2 separate regions of the Rattus norvegicus genome follow, and region 2 is linked to region 1. Evidence: chromatin contacts called from public Hi-C data. All regions are on one chromosome and are shown on one strand. Each heading gives the region's core, a stretch centred on a gene start, on an enhancer-like site or on the middle of the called end of the contact. The rest is flanking DNA. Distances are from core to core; before and after follow the strand shown. Region 1 holds the start of Scml4 (Scm polycomb group protein like 4). Region 2 overlaps Scml4 (Scm polycomb group protein like 4).

Region 1 (7,257 bases), core at 2,043-4,542:
ATCTTAATGGTCTTTGAGCCACAACTGAAAAATGCCACAATAGATATTTGAATTAAAAATCACTAGCTTTGCCAAGAGACCGATTGTTAAAAACTGGCAGCATTCCAAAGAACTTAGCAGGCGGCATACTGCCCGGGGCTCAGAGAATCGCTAATTCTAGAGAAAGTTAATTACCACCGTATTGATAAAAGGGTAATTTTTAAAGCTTGTAGTATGGCTTTTGTGTCTCATTAATTAAAATTTAGAGTAATTTACTAGACACCCTGGCGGCTTCTGTAACTTTATGTTTGCACCAAACCATCTGATTTTTCTTCCTCCTAGGGACCGTTTGAATTCCCCCGTCTCTCCTCACCTGTCTCCGAGAGCAACAAAAACATTTTAAAAGGAGGGGAAAACGTGTAAATTTCAGTCTCTTGGGAGACTTTGGGATGAAGACATAAAATAGCCTTATAAACTTTTTTTTTTAAAAGGCTTTTTCAGAAATACTGAATTTGTCCATCACTAAAAACAAACCTCTGTGCTCACACCTGACAGGAAGGAGCCTGTTCTCATAAACATCTCAGGAAAACGATTTTCCCTCATGGGAAAGGGGTCCATCATCTTCATCCCAGATCTGTTCTCAAACTAAATCTGTGAAGATGAAACAGGAGGGAGGTAGAATTCTAACCTCCAGGGAGCGTACAGCCCAGCTACACTGAGGTCATGGAATGCTGAAGCTGTCGGAGGTGGCGTCTGTTCTAAAGTGTGGGCCACCAGGGGTGTGCACGTGCGTGTGTGTCTGTGTGTGTGTGTGTGTGTGTGTGTGTGTGTACGTGCGTGTGTGTGTGGTGTGTGTGTGTGTGTGTGTGTGTGTGATATGCCCCTGGGTCTGACAAAACTGTAGACAAACCTAAGAAACACTCTGAGTTTTGTGTTCCACACACCAGAAAAGCTGTTATTCGGCGAGCATTCCTCGTCATTTCCCTCCATTCATTGCAGTTAAGCACTGAGCTCCAACGTTAGGATGAAAAAGAGACAAATAAAAACCACCATGTTATGAAGGGTTTAAGGCAATCTGGTCATGATTTTCCAAACATTTAGTAAAAAAAAATTTTTTTTTTAACTTCTGTCTTTCTTTGTCCTTCAGGGTCTTGTTCGAATTTTTATCACACGAGAGCAGTATTGAATATATTAAAAGTCCTTGGGTTTTTTTGTTGTTGTTTTGGTTTGGTTTTTTTTTTTTTTTTTTTTTTTTTTTTGAGTTGGCAAGATCAAAGCGGATGAGTTGAGGTGACAACATTTGAGTTTGGCTTGTTTCCCAGAAGCTGATCGCCTGTGACCTCCAACCTTCAGCCCCACAACCAGAACCAGAAAGTGAAACTACGCTGGTGGCTGGTATATCGCTTGCAGAAAACACCAGCAGCAGAAAGGCTGTGCAGGAAGAAGTCACACCTGCCCGCTCATTTTCCCTGTCTTATTATTGCTCGTGTATACAGCTTTTAATAAAATAAAAGTAATTTCGACAAAATATGGGATTTTGTAGAATCTGCGTCTCCTCTTCTGACACAAGTCAGGCAGGCACAATGTTAAGAGAGATAGAAAACATTCATGTTTTTAAAACAGTTGACAGCTATGTTTTAAAGGTCGGTCCTAAAGCTACAAGCAGCTTCTCTGAATGGGGCATCGGTATTTACATTGTAGCAGCATTTTGACGGCCACTCACTGGTAGTTTTCCAGGTACTTGCCACCCTGTAACTGTTACTCAGATAGACCGAGCCATTCTACCAAGCAACAGACATTCAAAATGATCCATAAAATAGTCTAACTCAGGCACCTTCTCTACAGTGGCCTCTATATTTTCCCGAGTTCTCCAGACATTCCGTTTCGTTTTGTTTTTAATAAGAAGAGAAAAATGCCTTGAGGAGGGGAAGGGCAATTATGTCTCTGGCCCTTCAAAAACATCATTCCTTAATTGAGAAAGGAACTACACAGAACACACAACCACCACATCTGGATCACTTTTCAAGCCCCCTCCCCCCGCTACAAGGTCCTGTTTTCTCAGAGGGCTGCTGATGGTTTTAGCCCTCGTGAGAAATGCCATGACCCTAGAAAGGCAACACAGCAAGCCACCCCTGGTTTATCGTCACAAAACCCATCAATGACGAGTAAAAACTGCTTACTCAGCAGCCCCCTCCGCACCGGTTCCCACCGGTCCTGTCCATCCACAGAGCACCTGTCTGTGACACTTGGTGCTGCAGGAAGAACCGGTGGGAGCTAGCTTGGGTCACATAGTACTGTGTAGGGGAAGGAAGTGAACTTTGAACTTGGGAAAACTCCAAGCATTCCATACTAACCTGGGATTTTTTTTTTTTCTTCCTAAAGAACTAACAGCAGGAACTTGCAGACAATTAATACTATTCTTATCTGTGGTAAATTAGCCACAAAAACACATGAACTATCCCACCTGCAACATTCAACGTAAGTCAATAAAATCCAACTTAAAAACAAATACTTTGGTGAGTGCTTATGTCATGCCGATTTTAATAATAAATTTTAGGTAAATATTTGTAACCTAAACCACACTACAATTTTTACATTAATAAAACAAAATAAGGCAAAATTACTATTAGGGGAAAAAAACACCAAGTTCACGTTTGAAAAAATAAAACTTTGCACATATTTACATGCAGGTTTAAAGAGCGGTGTGTAATATCAAAAATGGTTATAAACTGTATGTTTCTATTTCATCTTCCTTTGAGATAGAGTTGAGAAATCAAACATTGTATTTTGCATGTTAGGATCTGAAGTTTCCCCACCGGGCTCAGTAGTTTTAGCACCAGACACTCGTGCATTACCACAGAGGCAGGCATGCAAACCCTCCCAAAGGAACTGAAGCAGGTAACCTGTTGTGCTGACAGCACGACGAGGAGTCGTATAACAGTACCACAGCACACCCTCCAGCATGCGCATCCCTTACCTACAGCTGGGTCACAGGACCCTGATCAGGGTGTTGATGAGGTCGGGAGTGTTGTCTTAGGAGACAGGTGACTTCCCGCACGCACACGTACTGTGAGTGTGGCACAAGCTATCCTCCACCCGTGTGCTACGGCTCACAGCTAGTCGCCAGCAGCCCTGCTCGCCCGCTGCAAACATCTCATTAGACTAATGCATTCAGCACAGGCAGAGCGCTCGATTTACCATAGCTACAGCAGTGAATTTCCATTACGATGACAGCTTCAACCACATCATGTCCGGAAAACCAGCCAACCACTGGCTTCTAAAGAACACACACACATTTTACATGCAGAAAGCGAGAGCTCTGTGTGTGTGTGTGTGTGTGTGTGTGTGTGTGTGTGTGTGTGTGTGGTGTTTCTTTCCTCTGTACAGTGCAGCTTTTTGTGAACAGGAGCTGGCAGGTAATGACACTTCTGCTTCTTAGGTAGTTACTTCCTTGTAATAAACTGAATTATGTCACAATAGTCAGAATGGGTGTTTTCCTGCATTTCAGTTTTCATGACCCCTCCTCCCGTTGCCATAGAAACCAGACTGTAACACCATCTCTTTGTCCCAGTCCTGCAGCAGTGAGGGCCACACCAGGCTTATAAGACTGTCGTGATCTGACACGGCTAATGTTTGGCTTTGGGGGAAAGAAAGAAAGAAAGAAAGAAAGAAAGAAAGAAAGAAAGAAAGAAAGAAAGGAAGGAAGGAAGGAAGAAAGAAAGAAAGAAAGAAAGGAAGGAAGGAAGAAAGATGCTATTCCAACAGAGAACCTGTATATTGTCAGAGGAGCTTACCCATGGGGACACACCATGGCTGTACCTGTCAGCTCTGAAGCTACCTATCCTACATTTAATGCCACACGGCTCCACATCCGTGTATGCACATATGGAAGTGTTTCTCCATGCCCAAACATGCTTGGGACCTGCCTGGGGAAGGGCTGCTGTCTCTCCTCCATACACACTGCCTGTCCACTAAACCAGCCTGTACCAGAGAAGGCACCTTTTCTCCTCCCCTTCTTTCTATAAAGTGAGTCCAGGTTTTCTGGTGCTGACTTCATTCATCTGGGGACACGGGATGTGTGTCAAGCATCTCCTACAGATGAAATGCCTGGTCTCTCTCCCAGGCTGACGTGCAGGGACGGGCAGCATGTTTATAGCCAGGACTGACCATTAGCTAAGCTAATTTGGAAGGTCTGGGTCATAGCTTAGCCAGTTACCGAGAATATGAAAAATTAGAAAGGAACTTCAATTTGAAGTTTACCTGAAGGTATGTGCCGTCTGAAGTAAATTTGTCCAATTAAATTAAATAGATACGGGAAATTGATGTTTTTGAAGTCAAAGCATTAACCTTACTAAGAAAGAAGGAATCCCCTGGGTGGCATGTGTCCTTCCTGCCTATGCTGGCTGCCGGCCATGGCCCTGACTCCTCTGCCCCAAGTTGGTTCCCATGCTGGTCCTGGCCCAGCTTGGATGGCAGTCTCCATTCCTACCAAACGCCACAAAGAGTCACACATTTGTACCAACAGTATAGTAAATGTCCCCTTTGACATCCAAGGGAATCAGGCTGAGTTAGCAAAACAAGATTGGTCCAGAAAAGCTCCCGATAGATCTCCATTTTATGAAAGATATGGGCAATTTGGCCCAAGTAGAAATTATTAAGGTCATGAGAGACAAACTTTGGGCTGAAACTCATGATGTAGATGTGGAAAAGTAAACATGTTCACCACAAAGTGCAGATCCGTGCGGTTAGGGAGGATGGGACACTTCCTTTTCCGAACAGCAACCAAGATGGCCGAAGTGGAGCAGAAGAAGTGAACCTTCCACAAGTTTACCTACCATGGCATGGATCTCGACCAACTGCTAGACATGTCCTACGAACAGCTGATGCCGTTGTACAGCGCCTGACAGAGACCGTGCTTGCGGCGGAAGCAGGCTCAAGGGCTTCAGAAAGGCCAAGGAGGAGGCATCACCCATGGAGAAGCCCGAGGTAGTGAGGCCCCACTTGAGGGACATGATCATTCTGCCTGAGATGGTTGGCAGCATGGTGGGTGTGTACAATGGCAAGACCTTCAGCCAGGGGGAGACCAAACCAGAGATGATCGGCCACTACCTGGGCGAGTTCTCCATCGCCTACAAGCTGGCAAAACACGGCCGGCCCAATACTGAGGCCACCCACTCCTCCCGATTCATCCCCCTCAAATAGCAGAGGCAATAAAGACTCATTTCCAGCCCTGGAGGGAGGAGGGGTAGGAGTAGGGGTAGGAATAGTCAGAGTCCTCTCCTCGTGGGAAGAGGCCTTAGAGGAGGCAGTGGGCAACTGAAGAAAGCATCGTGGGTTCACCACTGACCTACAACAACTCCTTTGGACTTGTATATATTTAAACTGTCAAGGGTTTTATCCTTTGAAAATAAATATATTATAAAACCAAACGGAAAAAGTAAAAATGGAGACAGGAAAAGTAAAAATGAAGAGAAGGAAGAGAAGGAATCCACATCCTTACTTTAATCACCTGTCGAATTTTAATGTTTTATTCAGGAAAATACAGTCTTGGAAGTTTCATTTGGGTGGGGGGAGCTGTTTGTAATTTCATATAACTGACTTCATTTAAAGAAGAAAGGGCCTAAGGAAGAAGATGAGAAGGAGAAGAGAAATTAGAAGCCAGTCAGGCGTGGGCCACATACCTGTGATGTCAGCATTCAAGAGCCTGAGGCAGAAAGAAATGGGCCAGCCTGGGCTACATGGTGAGTCTCAGGGCAACCTCAACTATAGGGTAAGGCCCTGGGGGGAGGAGGAGCACACTAGGGCCTGATGGGTGGTTTAAATGTGGCCTGCACCAAGTTCCAGCCACAGCTGTGGTCATAGAGTCTCACACAGTGTTCCACTGAAGGGCACCTTAGGTGAACGTGGGTAACTGGTGTTTAATTTAATATGGCTCTTTCGACAAATGAAACCAACGCTTCTTAAGGAATCAAACCATATAAAGAGAAAAGGCTTTGGTGGACTCTTACTCCAAAGACCTTTGGTTTTCCTTTCCCAGGAAGACTCTGAGGGGCTCTGCCTCTGATCCGAACGCTTCCTCTGCCTGCGGACTCTGTCTGTGTGCTTGTCCTTCAGCAAGGTGTGCTGGGCTGCTGCTTCGCCATTCCATGGGTCAACTTGGCAGTCACACATGACCTTGAAGTTAACTAAAGCCCAGCTGAAATATTTAGATCGATATTACTGAGATGAACTGTACATGCATGCAAGCACGATACTCAAAATCCTTTCTGCTTAACCATCACCTGAAGTTACCAATATTTTACAAAAATATTGAATATTTTTTATTCCAAGAAAATTTAAGTTAAGCATGTAAGAAAATTAAATGTGTGGGATGGTGAGTATCCGCCAAAGGATTTTTAAAAGGCAAAGTGTTCTCCTCCTCCATCACAGCCCTGACCTTGTATATCCCTGGATGACCACCAAAATGCTCAGGCTGTGCTGGGGGGATGGCTCGGTGGATAAGGTGTGTGCGTGCTGCATAAGTATCGGAGTTCAGACCCCAAACGCTCACAGAAATGCCAGGCAGGTGTGGTGACTCTGCAATCCCATCATGACCAGGAAGCAGAGACAGGATCCTGGCGTGCACTGGCTAAGTGGGTCAGGTGAGCCAGAGAGTTCCAGCTCATTGTGGGACTCTGCTCTTCTAAGTAAAGTAGAGGGATCAAAGAAGATGCCTAGCATCAACCTCTGTTCTGGCCTTCACACGTATGTGCACATATATGTGCCAATAGACACAGACATACACACATACACTCACACATGCACACACACACTCATACACACTCACACACACTCACACACTCACACACGCACACACACTCATACACACACATGCATACACACACTCATACATGCACATACATACACACACTCACACATGCACACACACACTCATACACACATGCACACACACACACTCATACATGCACACACACACTCACACACTCACACACACTCACACATGCACACACACTCATACACACACACGCACACACACTCATACATGCACACACTCACACACACATATGTGCACACACTCACACACACTCACACATGCACACACACATATACACACACATACACACACATACATACACACACACACGCACACACACTCACTCGCGCACACACACAGTGCATCGCATCGCTTAGTGCTTTCCACCATGCTCTTTTTACAAAAGATTTCCTTATTTATGAATTTTATGTATATGGGTACTTTGCTGCGTGTACATCTGCATG
Region 2 (7,427 bases), core at 4,710-7,209, 74 kb before region 1:
CAATAGATTGTGATCGATACCTATGCCCATCTCTTCCTGGGCATCATAGTGCCATCCCCACTCCTGTCCCCTAGATGTGGGGCGTAAAGACAGACAGGCATGATGGAGACACAAGAGGGACAGAGCAAGGGTCCCCAAATTGAGGTGGAACACCCACTTTGGACTCAAACTAATTTGTCATTGGCATTTGAGCCAGTGGACATTTTGGAGTCTACTGGTTATTCCTAACCGAATGTGTCCTTTTCATCATTTACAATCAGAAGTTGAGATTGGCAGCCTATAAGAATAAGAATAAGAATAAGAGTAAGAATAAGAATAAGAATAATAAAAATTCAAGAGATTTGTGGAAAGTTCCAGTTTCCCAGAGGTGCCATGTTCAAATCACTATAACCTCTCCCCTGTGCGAACACAGAGGCCGCTAAGGCACCAGGAAGCCAGAGTTTGAATTATATTACCACATCTGTTTCCTTCGATGGCTGTACCATTCCTCTTGGGGCTGGAAGCTGGGAGCCTCAGCCCAGGTGTTGATGAACCTCCAGAGGGCACAGGGTTGGTACGGGAACCACTGGTGGTAGTGGCGGGGCCTCCCACGAGGTGACTGTCTCCAGAGTTCAGCCTCTTGTAGTACAGCGAGGAAGAGTGGGTCACAGAGCCCCTGTGGCTAAAGGCAGTGGAGGAGACATCTATGGTGTAGCGGTTCATTCCCACTGCGTTTACCAGACACTCTTCAGCAGTGGCTACCTTGGCTAAAACGTAAGAGAGGAAGAGCACAGACATGAGAGAAGTCCAGGGAGCTCCCCAAGCCTCCATCTTGACAAACCCTGCTCTGACATGGTCGCCATTACCAGTAAGCACAGGCAAAGAGAGAGCGTGAACACAGAGAATAATAGTTCTGAACAGCATGGGTAGCAAATTGGGATCTTGCCTCACCAGGGAGGAACCAAGGCGTAGGCTCTTCCGTGTTTAGAAAGCCCAGTGGCTATCTTGGCCCCTAGTCACTTGAAAATAAATTAAGTCAAACCAACCGGACCCAAAAAAACAATAGTTCTGTATGTGAGCCATATATGTGGCCAAATGGTGTGTGTGTGTGTGTGTGTGTGTGTGTGTGTTTATGTGTGTGTGTATGATGTTTGTGTATGTTTGTGTGTTTGTGTGTGTGTTTGTGTGTGTGTTTGCATGAGTATATGTGTGTGTTTATATGTTTGTGTGTGTGTTTGTGTTTATGTGTGTGTTTGTGTTTGTGTGTTTGTGTGTGTTTGTGTGTGTATGTGTGTATTTGTATGTTTGTGTGTGTTTGTGTTTATGTGTGTTTGTGAGTTTGTGTGTGTATGTGTGTTTGTGTTTGTGTTTATGTTTATGTGTGTCTGTGTGTGTGTTTATGTGTGTGTGTTTGTTAGTGTGTGTGTTTGTGAGTTTGTGTGTGTATGTGTGTGTGTTTATGTGTGTGTGTTTGTGAGTTTGTGTGTGTGTTTGTGAGTTTGTGTGTGTGTTTGTGTTTGTGTTTATGTGTGTCTGTGTTTGTGTGTGTGTATGTGTGTGTGTTTGTGTTTGTGTTTATGTGTGTCTGTGTTTGTGTGTGTGTATGTGTGTGTGTTTGTGTGTGTGTGTATGTGTGTGTCTATGTGTGTGTGTCTATGTGTGTGTGTGTGTGTGTGTGTGTGTGTGTGTGTGTGTAGGTCCAGATACATAATGGAGATAAAAATAGAGGATGTTCTTCTTGCCTCCCTCCTCACCCAGTCAAAACCACCAATAATGGAATATTTAATACCATCATCCAAACAGATCCTGATATCCCTAAAGAAACACCATCACTTTAAAAAAGTGTTCCAGGATTGACATATGTAGGACCGTTAGCCCCCGACACTTTCAGCATGTCTCCATTTCTCCTGCAGGAAGGTACTGAAAAAGTAAGATTTGATATTATTCGGGTAAGTGGCAAGTCCCACTGCTGGGGACCTCATGGAGACATCCTGGAAACAAAAGCCTCCACGATGTAAGACTGAAGAGGAAACTTAGAGGTAAATTTTGTAGGTGAGAATTCTTCTATTTTAGGGCTATTGAGATGGCCCAGCAGTTAAGAGCACTGGCTGCTCTTCCAGAGGATCTCAGCTCAATTCCCAGCATCCATATGTTAGCTCACAACTGCCTATAGCCCCAGTCCCAAGGGATCCAACAACCTCTCTGACCTCTGCAGGCACCGGCATGCACATTGTGCATGGACATACAGGCAGGCAGATAATGCACACATAAGAAACCTTTATATTGGGGTTGGGGATTTAGCTCAGTGGTAGAGCGCTTGCCTAGCAAGCGCAAGGCCCTGGGTTCGGTCCCCAGCTCTGAAAAAAAGAAAAGAAAAGAAAAAAAAAACCTTTATATTGTAAAGGATGAGAATTTCATATTAATAACCATTTGCCTTAAGACACTAAAAACTGAGCAAATTACATTTACAGCGAACGTATAAAGATTCGAGCAGAAGTTAATCCAATAGAAAAACACTAGGAAAAAAAAAGGATAACAAAAAGCTAGTTCCGGCAACCCTAGCAAAGTTGACAAACCTTTAAATGTCTTGACAAAAATATAGGCAACTCAGATCACCAGAGTCACAAATAAAAGGAGATTTCTCTCGGCCTTACAGGAATAAGGGAAACGAGAGTGTGCTGTTGGAGGTGGGTCTGCTCATTCAAATGCTCACTCCTGGTCAGGATGCCAACAAGGAGATCTTCGCTACACCAAGGGATGCTATGTAGTCCCTGCTCCCCTATTCAAAGTCAACCCGTTAATAAGAGGCCAGAGCCTGCACCTGGGCAGTAGGGAGAGAGAGGTGGGACTTGAGGTTTGAGTGAAGGTAGACTATGAGCAAGTGGCCAGGAGAAACGGCAGCTAACAAGGGGCGTATGGCTGGGATGTAAGTGTCCCAGGAGTGGACACGAGGGAAATAAAAACATTCGCCTATACAAAACCTGTGCACAAGTGTTTATGCGCCCGTCTCCCACTGTGAAACAGTCTCCAATCTGACGTTATCTCATCGGCTACGAATAGATTCTTTTCGCAAAGATCCCATTTCTAAATAAGGACCCATTCACAGGACCTAGGGCTGGGGCTTAAGTGTACAACGTTTGGGAGGACGAGTAAATTGAGTTTTGTTGGTGGTGTACTTAAGACAGAATCTCACTCAGTAGCCTAGGCTAGCCTGGAACTCGTAATGTAGCCCAGGCTGGCAGTGAACTTACAGCAATTCTGGTGCCAAGATAACAGGTGTAAGTGACCACACATAGCTGTTAATCTTTAAGTCATTTATTTTAATATATCTCCATAGAATACAATTAGCAAATTATATCCTTGCTGAAAGTCTTGCTAGAAAGGAGTGAGTCAGTTGAAGGGGACATCTCACGTCATTGTCAGACATTGTGAAAATTGGGAAGGGGGCATGCTAGCATTGGGAACACGCTGGGCTAGAGGCAATCTTTCTCTTCTGTAGTAACTGAACCTCTTATGGCATTATGGGAAAAGCGTTCCCAGGAGCCTGGAGAGATGGCTCAGTGGTTTAACAATCTGTACTGCTCTTTCAGAAGACCTGAGTTCAGTTCCCAGCACCCACACTGGATGGGTTTAGAACGGAACCTTGCACAACTGTCTACAATGCTGGCTCGCGGGGGGGTGGGGGTGGGGGTGGGGGTGGGAGTGGGGGTGGGTGTATAAATCTTATGCCCTCTTCTGGCTGCTGTTGGTACTGCACCTACATGCGCAAAGCCACAAATGTACGCATAAATAAAAAGGAAATAAGGTAAAATCTTCACCAAGGAATCTTACAGTCTGCCCCAAAGCTAGGCCACTATACTACAAATCTACTGGCTGAAATTTCTCTCTTACAACTAAGTCTAATTGTTCTCGCTTTAGTATAAAGATGACTGCTGTTTCCATAGTGGATACCTGTGATTCTATTAAAAACCATGAAGACATTAAACAGGTCGATGGGTTACAGGTATGCAGAGCGCCTAGGAACCTACGAGCTTAACTGCACTGTGACACACGAAGGAAGACCGTTTCACTGGCAGGGAGAACTGCTTTCAGTTGCCACAGATGACAGTGTGAACAGCAGATGGGGCCAGCAGACCTGGAATCATCCAGAAGTCTCCACGGAGACTTCGCCTTCCTTCCACGCAGACCTGGAAAACCGCAGGCCTGTCAGGAAACATGGCCAGCGCCTATTCACTCCTGGATCCTCACAAAGCCCCTGCTCATCTGAAATAAGCTGTGTGTCCCCAGCGAGAGAACCCAGCCTGGGGCTGTGGAAAGGCCAGCTGGGCAAAGGCAGGCCTCAGGCACCTTGCGAGTCCCTTGGGTCCATCACAGAACCCAGAGAAACCCCTTGTAAATCATTCTGGGTCTCCATCAGGGAGAACAATACCCTGCTTTCTGCGTCCCCACAAGAGCTTGCTTCAGCTTGGAGGCAAGCGCATACGCAGCGCATGCCTACAAATGGAAAGGAGCTTTGGGTTTGGCTGTCTGAGGAACTTTCTGGATAGGCTTTGTGTTTCCTTTTCACCATTGTAGATCTGTTTGGGGACTGTGGTTTCCTCGGCTGCTGGGTTTAAAAGCCTGTGCGAGGATGAAACCAAAGACATCTCCAGAACAGGAGGGGCCTCCTGTCTAAGTTTCTCCGTTTGAGGAAAAAGGTTCCTTCCTTCCTCTGCCTGCCCCTGAGGGATTCTTCCAAGACCCCTGTGGGCAGGCCACTCTCCACACAGTCCTGGAGAACTCCAAACGGGAAAGCAGCAGAAGAAAAGGGGACACGAAGGAGAAAGCCAAGAGACAAAGGAAGAGAGTCCCTAAGCAAGGGAGACCTGTGTGCAAAACACAGAGAAGCAGAGCGAGCCTTAGCCCTCAGTTCGGAAGGCACAGGCTCGACTGCAAATAGCCAAGGGAGCTTGGGCCATGGGTTTTACTCGGTGGATCCAGCCGTGCTTACTAGGATTCTCTAATGAAGGCTTGAGATACAGCAAGATAGCCACCTGCAAATCCCCCTCACATAATCAATACCTCACACAAACAATACCCAATGATACCTAGACTCCAAACCAACATGCTATTCCACCAATTCCACTCCCCAGTCAGTCGCCACACCACGCATATATGCCACATCACGCGTTCTCTCTCTCTCTCTCTCTCTCTCTCTCTCTCTCTCTCTCTCTCTCTCTCTCTCTCTCTCTCTCTCTTCCCCCCCCCCCCACATCAATCATAACTTCCCGGTTGAGGGAGCAGCTGTACAGAATGAGCCCTTGGTCGAGCCATTAACGCTACCTTCTCCCAGGCTGAAAGGCACGGCCTTTCTCACGGATGGTCTAGCCCTTTGCGGGTCTGCCTAGTTCTTGGGCAGGGTTCAAAGGCTTCCGTGAGAACAGCTTGGCCTGGCTCCACTACGAGCTGGCAGCACTTCAGTCTCAAAGCCCAGAGAAGAAAAGGCTGGATTGTAGCCTGCCAGGCCCAGCTTCCAAGAGCTGCGAAATGCTTACCAGGGAGGCCTAGCCAGGTAGCCGCTCCTAGAAAGAAAGGCCTGGAGTCTCGGAGCACAGAGCAGGAGACCTCAGCGGAGAGGCTGGGGGGCAGGAAGGGAAGGGCTGGGGGCTCCCTCTTCTCTCACCCAGACACAGGTGCCTCTCATCCTACCTGGGTGCAGAGTCCTTGCTGCTGACAGCTTAGCCCACACTCCCGGGGACGCCGCTCCCAACACGTGCCAGACGCTGCGGGACCCCGTGTCCTCTAAGGGACCCCGAGGTCTGCAAATAACCACCGTCCCTCTGCAGCTTTTGAGGAGGCTCTGGTCGCAGCTTTTCTGTTCCCAGGCTCAGTCCCGCCCTTGTTCTTACAGATAAGCAATTCTCGTTTTCCCTTAGGGCCTCGGTGGCCCATGCCTTGCCTTCGTGGTTCAAAGGGCACCGGGCCACACCACCTATGGGTGGAGCGATTCATTCGCTTCAATTACATCTTCCATTAACTTAGTCTCTGGCCAGTATAGATTTTTTTTTCCTCCTTTAGCTTGGCCCCAGCTCCATCACTCGGCTCGAGGTCCAAGCCTGGCTCCTCTCTGGTCCACTTTAGTGCATTTACATTTTCCCATCCCTAATGAGAGGCCCACAAGCAGCCCTTGTTTTAATGCCTGACACCTGCATTTCTTTCATTCTCCAGCGTGTTTCTGGTTTGCCTGAGACTTTGTTCTAAGCTACGGTTTGATTTTCCTCCCTTGGAAACTTGGACCGAAGACCGTTTTTACTGAAGTCAGCTGTTTGGAATAATGAATTCCCTTCGGGGCCTCCAGAGGACCGCAGGCTCCATGACCACCTTCCCCGGGATCTGGCAGCTCTGCCAAGCGTCTGTCCCAGAGCTTGTGGGAAACCCAAGTGAACAGAGTGCGGTGGTGAGGGGCGGCCCACAGGCTTGACTCTGCTTCCTCAACAGTCTCATGTGCTTTGCCCTTTCATAAACTTGGGGGCTGGAGAGTTGGATTCAGTGAGCAAAGTGCTTTGCTGAACATGTGTGAGGACATGAGTCAGAATCCCAGAGCTCCTATATTCACACTCACAACCCTCGCCACAGTACAGACACACACATCACACTCACACACACACAAACACAAGTGCATATACATGCACACAAACACTCATTCACACACACATACACACTCACTCTCTCACATACACAAGCACATACAAGTGCACACACGTGCACACAAACACACTCACTCACACACACTTATACACATACTCACACTCCTTCACACACACAAACACAAGTGCACACACGTGCACACAAACACACTCACTCACACACACTTATACACATATTCACACTCTCACACACACATAAGCACATACACGTGCACACACCTGCACACAAACACATTCACACACAAACATACACGCATGCACAATACTCTCTCACACTCTCACACAAACACACACTCACACAAACACACACAGACATACAACACGCTCACATATACCTAAACACATACGCATACACAACACTCTCACACTCTCTCATACAAACACACACACACAAACATGCACACACACCAACATACACACTCACACAAACACACACGCTTACAAACACATATGCTCACACATATACACTTTCACACAAACACATACACTTACACATGAACATATACACACATGCACACACTCTCTCGCTCACACTTGTTCATAAGCTAACCAGTGAGCTCCAAGTTCAGGAAGAGTCTCTGAGAAAATAAGGTGACTCCGCTAGAGAAGCCCCTCAGCCGCTAAGAGCAGCTCTGGTCTTCTGAAGAGCCATGGTTATGTTCTTGGCAACAGTTATCAGGCAGTTCACAACCTCCTGTGAGCAATTCCAGGAAATCCAATGCCCTCTCTGGACTCCTAGGGGCCTTGCGCTCACACACATAT

The links. Hi-C and Micro-C count contacts between places; a contact is called where the count stands out from the background.
Region 2: a contact with region 1 is called in a Hi-C map of liver, with 2.8 times the contacts expected there. The contact joins the enhancer-like site here to the promoter of Scml4 in region 1. A contact is called at or near these places in 2 of 12 Hi-C or Micro-C datasets (hepatocytes and liver).

Annotation. Positions count from the first base shown.
Region 1 is chr20:47,925,574-47,932,830 of GRCr8, reverse strand. Scml4 (Scm polycomb group protein like 4) reads right to left here and starts at 3,292. Exons shown (of 8, transcript NM_001415016.1): 1 at 2,957-3,292. It also overlaps the pseudogene Rps15-ps15.
Region 2 is chr20:48,001,988-48,009,414 of GRCr8, reverse strand. It overlaps Scml4 (Scm polycomb group protein like 4), which reads right to left. Exons shown (of 8, transcript NM_001415016.1): 6 at 456-746. Among named protein-coding and RNA genes, the nearest start is that of Scml4, 76 kb to the right of the region's middle. Within about 2 kb of position 5,959, at least 29 of the 93 cell types and tissues checked have an H3K27ac peak or open chromatin away from gene starts, as enhancers often do. A contact at or near this core is called in liver, where this site is marked.